2 separate regions of the Macaca mulatta genome follow, and region 2 is linked to region 1. A link is a contact called in public Hi-C data. All regions are on one chromosome and are shown on one strand. Each heading gives the region's core, a stretch centred on a gene start, on an enhancer-like site or on the middle of the called end of the contact. The rest is flanking DNA. Distances are from core to core; before and after follow the strand shown.

Evidence for each region. A called contact is a pair of places that touch in the nucleus more often than the background predicts.
Region 2: a Hi-C map of liver shows a contact between it and region 1, with 3 times the contacts expected there. The contact joins the promoter of CPLANE2 here to the promoter of SZRD1 in region 1. A contact is called at or near these places in 3 of 14 Hi-C or Micro-C datasets (CD4 T cells, cortical neurons and liver).

What each region holds. Positions count from the first base shown.
Region 1 is chr1:224,669,922-224,675,158 of T2T-MMU8v2.0, reverse strand. SZRD1 (SUZ RNA binding domain containing 1) reads left to right here and starts at 3,345. Exons shown (of 3, transcript XM_015121362.3): 1 at 3,345-3,410. The coding sequence starts at 3,367.
Region 2 is chr1:224,784,841-224,789,907 of T2T-MMU8v2.0, reverse strand. CPLANE2 (ciliogenesis and planar polarity effector complex subunit 2) reads right to left here and starts at 1,757. Exons shown (of 8, transcript XR_013407320.1): 1 at 1,604-1,757; 2 at 1,189-1,467.

The DNA of each region.
Region 1 (5,237 bases), core at 2,096-4,595:
AGACCAGTAACATTTAACACATGGTTGCAGTTTATGATAATAATCATTAAGAATGCCAATAACAGGCCGGGCAGGGTGGTTCACGCCTGTAATCCCAACACTTTGGGAGATTGAGGTGGGCAAATCATCTGAGGTTAGGGGTTCCAGAGCAACCTGGCCAACATGGTGGTACCTGGTCTGTACTAAAAATACAAAAATTAGCTGGGCATGGTGGCAAGCACCTACAGTCTCGGCTACTTGGAAGGTTGAGGCAGGAGAATCACATGAACCCAGGAGGCAGAGGCTGCAATGAGCCAAGATTGTGCCACTGCACTCCAGCTTGGGCGACAGTGAGAGTCTGTCTGAAAAAAAAAAAAATACAAATTGCGAAATTTCGCAACAGGAAGATTTTACTTCAGAAAGATTAATGGCATACTAAAAATATAAGAAAAAACACATTCCAAGTCAGATAACTTGGTTATAACAGCCAAATGCAACACTACTGAATGACATGTGTTTAAAACTGAGAGAAAAACAGGAACATGTCAGTAAGAATATAAACACATGGTGTTTGCTTATCTCCCCACCTTTTTATTTTTTTATTTTTTGAGACGGAGTCTCACTCTGTCGCCCAGGCTGGAGAGCAATGGCACAATCTTGGCTCACTGGAACTGCCACCTCCTGGGTTCAAGCAACTCTCCTGCCTCAGCTTCCCAAGTAGCTGGGATTACAGGTGCCCGCCACCACATCCAGCTAATTTTTGTATCTTTGGTAGAGATGGGGTTTCACCATGTTGACCAGGCTGGTCTTGAACTCCTGACCTCAAGTGACTCGCCCACCTCGGCCTCCCAACGTGTTGGGATTATAGGCGTGAGCCACCACGCCTGACATCTCCTCGCCCTTATATTTTAAGAAAGAAAGGATGATTACAGAAGTCACAGTTACAGATCTTCCTCGGGCAGACGAGACACTCCCATAATGATAATAGCTAACCCTTATGACTCTTGTTCTAGGCATTTCAGCATAGTAACTGGTTAAATTCTTACAATCTACTTTCGAAGTAGCTATCTCTAATGTATACACTTGGGGAAACTGAGACATAGAATCCTTATGTAACTTGCGTAAGATCACACACCTTTTTTTTTTTCAGTAGAGATGGGCTTTTGCCTTGTTGCCCAGGCTGGTCTCAAACTGCAGGGCTCAAGTGATCCACCCGCCTCACCCTTCCAAAGTGCTGGGATTATAGGCATAAGCCACTGCACCCAGCCACATATAACTTTTTTTTTGAGATGGAGTTTCGCTCTTGTTATCCAGGCTGGAGTGCAATGACAATGACGTGCTCTCGGCTCACCGCAACCTTTGCCTCCCAGGTTCAAGCGATTTTCCTGCCTCAGCCTCCCGAGTAGCTGGGATTACAGGCATGTGCCACCATGCCTGGCTAATTTTTTTTTTTTTTCTTTTTCTTTTTTGAGATGGAGTCTCGCTCTGTCGCCCAGGCTGGAGTGCAGTGGCCGGATCTCAGCTCACTGCAAGCTCCGCCTTCCGGGTTTAGGCCATTCTCCTGCCGCAGCCTCCGGAGTAGCTGGGACTACAGGCGCCCGCCACATTGCCCGGCTAGTTTTTTGTATTTTTTAGTAGCGACAGGGTTTCACCGTGTTAGCCAGGATGGTCTCCATCTCCCGACCTCGTGACTAATTTTGTATTTTAAGTAGAGACAGGGTTTCTCCATGTTGGTCAGGCTGGTCTCGAACCCCTGACCTCAGGTGATCTGCCCGCCTCTGCCTCCCAAAGTGGGATTATAGGCGTGAGCCACTACGCCCGGCCTCACATAAATAATTTCTTTTTTTTTTTTTTTTTTTTTGAGACGGAGTCTCACGCTGTTGCCCAGGCTGGAGTGCAGTGGCGCGATCTCGGCTCACTGCAAGCTCCGCCTCCTGGGTTCACGCCATTCTCCTGCCTCAGCCTCCTGAGTAGCTAGGACTACAGGCGCCCGCCACCGCGCCCGGCTAATTTTTTGTATTTTTAGTAGAGACGGGGTTTCACTGTGGTCTCGATCTCCTGACCTTGTGATCCGCCCGTCTCGGCCTCCCAAAGTGCTGAGATTACAGGCTTGAGCCACCGCGCCCGGCCTCTTTTTTTTTTTTTTTTGAGACGTAATCTCCCTCTGTCCCCCAGGCTGGAGTGCAGTGGTGTGATCTCAGCTCACTGCAAGCTCCGCCTCCCAGGTTCACGGCGTTCTCCTGCCTCAGCCTCCTGAGTAGTTGGGACTACAGGCGCCCGCCACCGCGCTCGGCAAATTTTTTGTATTTTTATTAGAGACAGGGTTTCACCGTGGTCTCGATCTCCTGACCTTGTGATCTGCCTGCCTGGGCCTCCCAAAGTGCTGGGATTACAAGCGTGAGCCACCGCGCCCGGGCTTTTTTTTTTTTTTCTTTTTTTTTTTTTTGAGACAGAGCCTCACTCTGTTGGTCAGGCTGGAGTGCAGTGGCATGATCTCGGCTCACTGCACCCTCTGCCTCCCTGGCTCAAGCGATTCTCCTGCCTCAGCCTCCCGAGTAGCTGGGATTATAGGCATGCGCCACCACCCCGTGTTTTTAGTAGAGACGGGTTACATCATGTTGGCCAGGCTGGCCTTGAACTCCTGACCTCAGGTAATCTGCCTGCTTCGGCCTCCCAAAGTGCTGGTATTACAGGCGTGAGCCACCGTGCCTGGCCAATAATTTTCAGAGGTAAAACTAACGTATTTATTATCTACCATTAAAGACCCAGGAGAACTTTAGTAGCTGGGAATCCCACTGGTTGTCCCAGCTGAGGTGCAATATTATCTTTTACCGTCTTTACCTTACGATAGCGGATATGGTGTTAATAAATGATTAGAATACTGCTTTATGAGCAGGAAATAATGTAATCATTTTCACCCTATCAGAAATAATAAAATGTTTTCTGCATGAGCAGATATTTTTCATGATTTGTTGGTGTTTAAAAATGTTTTCAGAATTATGAAGATACCATTATCTGTAGTTTAGGAAAACTACGACTCACTTTAAAAGAAAAAAAAGTTTTAAGTGCCTGCCCTTAGAAAAGATGGTTCCCAAGAACACACTTCCGGTACTCGAGATGATGACTTCCCTTGAACTCCCATTCTGTAAGACGGATAACGCGTTGGCCCTTAAGAAAGATGGCATCTTTCCGCCTTCTCTGCCCCCTTCCAAGATGGCTGCCCCAATGTACTCTTGGGACCTTGCCTGGCGCCTCTTCCGGGCTAGGCAGCGGGCGGGGTCCTTTGAGTAAAGCCTTGCGTGCCTGCGCCCGCGACGGAGGCGCGCTTCAAAGCGCAGGCGCGGGGAGGGGGTTGGGGAGGAGGGAAAGCGGCGAGTAAGATGGAAGATGAGGAGGTCGCTGAGAGCTGGGAAGAGGCGGCAGACAGCGGGGTAAGGAGGAGCCGCCGCCCCAGGGCAGGGCCGGGCGCGACCTGGCGTGAGGGGAGCCTCCGGGGAGCGGGTCTGGAGATAGTTCTCCCCAAGGAAGGGCCCCACACGCCGGGCTGGGGGTGGAGGAGAGGCCCCCAGTTCCTGAGTGCCGTGAAGGCCTCTTAAAGGGGCCGCGATCCATTTCTCTCCTTTCCTTTGCCTGGTGCGCCTCCCTCCGCCCACTAACGCGCGCGTCACCCGGGGCGCTCCACCCGCCACTTGGGGCCTCCTTTCCTGACCCCCCGCGCCCGCTCGCTGGCCCCAGGCCTCTGTGACTCTTTCCGACGGGCCCTGTCGCCCGAGGCACCATTTTAAAGTTCATGTGGTCTGACGGGGAGGGACACACCATGTGGGTGGGTGGGGGGGCTTGCGCAGACCCGGGACGCACGTCCGGCTTCGCAGGAAAGCGGGAGGAGGCTGCCGAGGGCGGGGGGTGGGGGGAAGTTGAGTCCTCTTTGGGCTACTCAACTCTGCTAAAATCCCCCACCATCCGTCACGGTGGGCGAGTCTGGGTTTTTTTGTCTTTCACTTTTACTCCAAGAAGAGTTTGTGGGCAGGCAGGCAGGTCTCACGGGGACACTGCCAAAGCAACCGAAAGCTCTGCGGGCAGCCCCTCTGCCACTCAGCGATCCGAGGCCCTGGGAGGGTCTAGGAGTGCGCTTGTCGGAGTCCGGGGGAGGGGTGTGATATGTAAAACAGCCGCATTCCTGGGAAAGGAGTGGGGAGATGGACCGTTCGACTTGTTTTGGGAGTTTTTGTTTGCCTCCAGAAACTGTAGGAAAATAGTTTATCTCAAACAGGATCTGTGAATTCTCTTAGATTCGTGAATAATTTGGTCTTTTCAAAGTTTGTGGTGAAGATGGGGAGATGCCTTTTTCGTCTCCTCGTGTTCGTGTCTGTTCAATGCTGGCTCCACTGACATCCACCTTAAAGGTTTACGTGTGTGAGGAGTCGAGTGTACCAGGGTAGAGTAGGCGCTGGGTTTTTTTTCCTAAGCGCTTTTTGAGGGTGCTTGTGAGCCCTGGAAGAGGCCGGGAAATTGACCCTGGCAGCAGTCAGTGGGTGTATCTAGCTCTACGGGAATGGGGAATGTTGAAACTTGACTTTGAAGTTTTTCCGCTGGTTCAGCATTTCTCTCACGGTTGTTTATGTTTTTCCATTTAGCATAATTGAGAATTTGAAGGATTAGTTCGTTCAGAGGATATTTAGTAGCGTTCTTAATGTGACAGCCATCTTTCTTGAGTTTTGGCTTAAGTAAAGAAAGTTAAAGATTTTATAGGGAGTAACAGGTGTCAGTTGGCTCCTTGTTCATTCAGCCCGCATTTTTGAGTGTCAGCTATATGCTAGACAGTGTTCTTACCAGTAACTTTGTGCCAGAAAATGCAATATTTTCGGCACAGGCGTTTACTGCCTACCACTAATCTGAGTGAATCATCCAGACACCCCTCATGTCATCCCCTATAAAAAAGCTTGGCTTACAATTTTAATGTCATGCAAATTATACGTTTCTTGGGCATCTTGGCCTTTCTTTGGTTTTCCCCACCTGTTTCAAAGGGTCATAAGTTCCTCATGTTAGAGAAGTTGGAGGCCAATGAACAAAGATGAATAGGATTCAGCAGAAATTGGGGCTTACTTTTCTTTTTCAGAATGGTGAAGTCAATTAGAAATTAGCTAGTGCAGTCCCCCATTTAACAGCTGAATAAGCCTAGAAATGTGAGATTGAGAGACTTAGGTCTTTCTAATGCTTGTCCCGTGTTCTTTCTTTTTTCTTTTGGTTCCCAAGTTTTA
Region 2 (5,067 bases), core at 508-3,007, 120 kb before region 1:
CAACCAACCTTCAGTGAACACCCACTGTATGCCAGACCCTGCTCAGTATGTTACAAACACACTCTTTATCAATTTCCCCAGGACCTCTATGGGATAAATACTGTGATTATCCCCATTTTACAGAAGTGGGACTTTAGCTAGAGTTCACTTATCCCCAGTCATACAGCTAGCAGTGGTGGAGCCTGGGTCACTTACCTGGGTATGTGTAACCCCAAATACAGTGTTACCAGCCGTCATGGGATTAAAGGGACAGTGGCCATAATCGAGGGTTTGTTTTTTTTTTCTTTTGAAATGGAGTTTTGCTTTTGTCACCCAGGCTAGAATGCAATGGCTGGACCTAGGGTCACTGCAACCTCCGCCTCCTGGGTTCAAGTGATTCACCTGCCTCAGCCTCCCGAGTAGCTGGGATTATAGATGCGCACCACCATGCCCGGCTAATTTTTGTATTTTTAGTAAAGACAGGGTTTCACCATGTTGGCCAGGCTGGTCTTGAACTCCTGACCTCAGGTGATCTGCCCACCTTGGCCTCCCAAAGTGCTGGGATTACAGGCGTGAGGGTCGTATTTTGAATCTAGTGTAATTTTTTTTTAAACAGTTGACTTATTCACAAATTTTGGTTCTAGCTATCTCACTCTCTGGTCTTAAGCTTTCTGGCACCTTGCTTCTCCTGCCCAGAACTGTACTCCACAGCTGATTCCAGGCACCTTTGCCGGCCTGTCAGCCGGGCCCTGCCTGAGTTTCACTGAACTGACTCACCCAGGCAGTTCAGTGATGGGGAACACCAGTGTCTCATCCTAGAGACAGCAGGACATGGAAGAGGCTCACCTCTATTAGGGTGTGATATTAGCCAAGTCTGTACCATGTGCTGTTGAGAGGTTAAATGGGCGTGCACTGTGTAACGAGCCCAACAGAGGGCCTGGCAGCAGCGGAGAGCTCAAGCAACTGCATCTCTGGTGACAGTGGTTGCTGGCAGGGTTTCTGCTGTTTCCATGTTCCTGGCTCTGACGAGGGAATTAGCTCTAAGGAGACTTAGGGGTGGGGGGTCCCAGAGGTAGGGCTTTCAGTCCCCCAGGCTGAAGACTGCAGCAGGCCCTCACTGCCCTGCCTCTCTGCTCTCTTCAGAGAGCAACAGGTGACACTGGCAGGGAGAAACAAGTGGCGGGCTGGAGGAAAGGGGGAGGCACTTACCAAACACCCGCCGGCGGTTCTTGCGCAGAATGCAAGCCAGGTACTCCTTGCCCTCAGCACTTTCGTGCCAGTTTGGGACAACCACCGAACCGGGCACGGGAGGTCTGGCCATGGCTGGGCACCGCGACGGGGTAGGGAAGTGGCAGAATGCTGAGACCAGGGAGTGCGAAGGGGGGTGACCGTACCAAGCCGGGCCTATGATCCCTCTTAAACGCTGACTCTCCCGGTGGGTACCAGAAAGTGCAGTCCCTCAGTTGCCTCTCTCCTCCACAGTGCTCCCTGGGGATAGTCATCCCATTACTGCCTAGCGAAGGTATTTACCCAGCCCCTCTCCCCTTGTCACCTCCGGGGGTCAGACAGCCCTGCTTCTCCTCTACCTTCTAGATCCCAACTCCCGGGGCTACCTAGCCCTCACCGTCAGCATTCCCGGCGGCGAAACAACCTGGGTGCCGAAGGCCCCTTTAAACGCCCACCCGCGCGCCCATCGCCCCAGCCCGCCAGGCCCGCTTCCGCCCCGCCTGCGTCCGGCTTCTGCCCGTGCTGGCAGCTCAGGCGCCGGTGCTCGCGGCGCATGTGCAGAGGTTGTTGCCATGGAGACGCCGGAGGCTGGATTGGGCGGGTTCCGGGCTGCGTTAGTCCCTCCTACAACGTCCGCAGGCAGCGCCGCGCGACGGCGCTGGATAAGGCCTTTTCCTCTGGGTCGTGGATCCTCTTCTCTGCTACTCCGTCTGATCCCCAGTTTTTCTTCCAAAACATCTTGAAACCCCCCCTTCTCCAGGAGCCTTCCATGCTTCTCTGTGTCTCAGTTTCCTCTTCCATAACGTGGATGTAACATGTCATTCCCTCCATAGCAGTGCTCCACGTTATGATTGTAGCTATTATTAATATTATTGCTCTATTAATCCTGCTCGGCAGGACCTCGAGATGACTTAAACATCTCTAGCTTCACTGATGGGGACACACACCAGCTCAGAGAGGTCAAGGGACTTGGCTGAACTTTTAAAAAAAGAGTCAGAGGCCCGCTGGATTGTATTTTTCATTCATTCATTCATTCATTCATTCAACAAATACTGAGCACCTACTATGTGCCTGGCCCATTCTAAGGGCTGGGAATACAGTGGCCAACAAGAAGTCACTGCCCTCCTGGGGCTGACTTTTCAGCTCTGAAACTCTGAGCTCCCCTCCACCGTTCCAGCACTGGATTCCAGGCCTGTTACCCAGAAGGTGGGTGCTCAGTAAATGCCCATTGGTTGGAAAGGGTACAGGTGGGTCACTACTGAGAGTTTGTCTATTACATTTAATTTTTACCATTATCCTCCCGCAATGCCTTCAAGTAGGGCAAATCACTGTTTTGAAAGGAATAATCTAGGAGTTAAGCTTTACCGAAGGCCACCGAAATGCCAGACACTGGGAGCTTTACAGAGGTCACTGGATTTAATTCTTTTTTTTTTTTTTTTTTTTTGAGACGGAGTCTTGCTCTGTGCCCCAGGCTGGAGTGCAGTGGCGCGATCTCGGCTCACTGTAAGCTCCGCCTCCCGGGTTCACGCCATTCTCCTGCCTCAGCCTCCTGAGTAGCTGGGACTACAGGCGCCCGCCACCTCGCCCGGCTAATTTTCTTGTATTTTTAGTAGAGACGGGGTTTCACCGTGTTAGCCAGGATGGTCTCGATCTCCTGACCTCGTGATCCGCCCGTCTCGGCCTCCCAAAGTGCTGGGATTACAGGCTTGAGCCACCGCGCCCGGCCTAGATTTAATTCTATAAACAAATCTGTATAAGTAGTATTACCCTCTTGTACTGATGAAGACATTCAGAAACATAACATGACTTGTCTGAGGTCACACTGCACAGCTAGTCAGCATGAAACCGACTCAGAACTCACAGCTGGTTTGGTGTGTGGCTCACGTCTGTAATCCCAGCACTTTGGGAAGCCGAGGCAGGCAGATTGCTTAAGCTCAGGAGTTCAAGACCAACCTGGGCAACATAGTAAGACCCTGTCTCTACAAAACAATACAAAAATTAGCCAGGCACAGTGGTGGATGCCTGTAGTCCCAGCTACTTGGAGGCTGAGATGGGAGGATTGCTTGAGCCCGGGAAATGGAGGTTGCAGTGAGCCGAGATCATGCCACTGTACTTCAGCCTGACCGACAGAGCCAGGCCCTGTCAAAAAAAAAACCAAAAAACAAAAAACCCACGCTTCATGCTTACCTGACTCTAAAGTACCTATCTGTTCTACCAGTTTGGGTTTTGTGTTTTTAAAACTTTGCCCCTAGCCACTAGGAGGGCTGTTCCTAGGGAAGCAGAAAGCAGCCAGAGGACTATGAACTCAGATTTTTAAGGCCCATTATGTCCTAAGAGAGGGGACAAGGATGTGTAAGGCCCATTATGTCTGAGAGGGGACGGGGATGTGTAAGACAAAGTGCTTTCTCTCAACTTGCTCACACTATGGCTAGGCAGAAAAACAAGATGAATAAACATTTCTACAGAATTCTGCAGTTGAAATCCTTTGCCCATACTTCCGGGTCACATGGTTCCCGTTCCTACAGCTATCATCACATCTGCCCAGTCAGGGAGATTCACAGTTGTCTCCATGGGCCAGGAGTGACTCAGTGGCAGGGCTCAGATCTAAACTATCTCTGGATTTCCAGACTTCACATCCACCCCTGTCCTTGGTTCGTGGAGGGCTCAGTGAGCGTGTGAGAAGATGAAGCAACTTGGCAGAGTAACATGCCCGTTAATCTGGAACCCAGAGAAGATGTAAAGTCCTCTTGGGGCCAGGTGCGGTGGCTCACACCTGTAATCCCAGCACTTTGGGAGGCTGTTTGAGACCAGCCTGGGCAACACGGCAAAACTTCATCTCTAAAAATATACAAAAAAAGGCTGGGCGCGGTGGCTCATGCCTGTAATCCCAGCACTTTGGGAGGCCGAGGTGGGCGGTCCACCTGAGTTCAGGAGTTCAAGATCAGCCTGGGCAACATGGTGAACCCTGTCTCTACTAAAAATACAAAAATTATCCGGCTGTGGTGGCAGGTGCCTGTAATCCCAGCTACTCAGGAGGCTGAGGCAGAAGAATTGCTTGAACCTGGGAGGTTGAGGTTGCAGTGAGCAGAATCACATCACTGCACTCCAGCCTGGGTAACAGAGCTGAATAAATAAACAAAATAAATTATGTATTTAGTGGAAGGCTGATCAAGGACTCAAAAGAATGCAATCTTTTGTCTCTTATCTACTTTTTTTTTTTTTTTTTTTGAGACAGAGTCTGACTCTGTCACCCAGGCTGGATTGATTGGAGTGGCACAATCTCAGCTCACTGCAACCTCTGCCTCTGGGGTTCAAGCGATTCTCCTGCCTCAGCCTCCCAGGTAGGTGGGACTACAGGCACGCGCCACCTGTCTCACTCTGTCACCCAGGCTAGAGGGCAGTGGTGTGATCTCAGCTCACTGCAGCCTCACCCTCCTCAGGCTCAAGCAATTCTCCTGCCTCAGCCCCGAGAGGAGCTAGGACTACCGCCTGGCTAATTTTTTTTTTTCCTTTTTTTGTATTTTTGTTTGTTTGAGACAAAGTCTCAATTTTGTTCCCCAGGCTGGAGTGCAATGGCGCGATCTTTGCTCACTGCAACCTCTGCCTCCCAGGTTCAAGCGATTCTCCTGCCTCAGCCTCCCGAGTAGTTGGGATTACAGGCGCCTGCCACCACGCCCGGCTAATTTTTGTATTTTTAGTAGAGACAGGTTTCAACATGTTGGCCAGGCTGGTCTTGAACTCCTAACCTCAGGTGATCCACCTGCCTCAGCCTCCCAAAGTGCTGGGATTACAGGCGTAAGCCACTGCGCCTGGCCTTTTTTTTTGGCATTTTTTTTACAGAGAAGGTTTTGCCATGTTGCC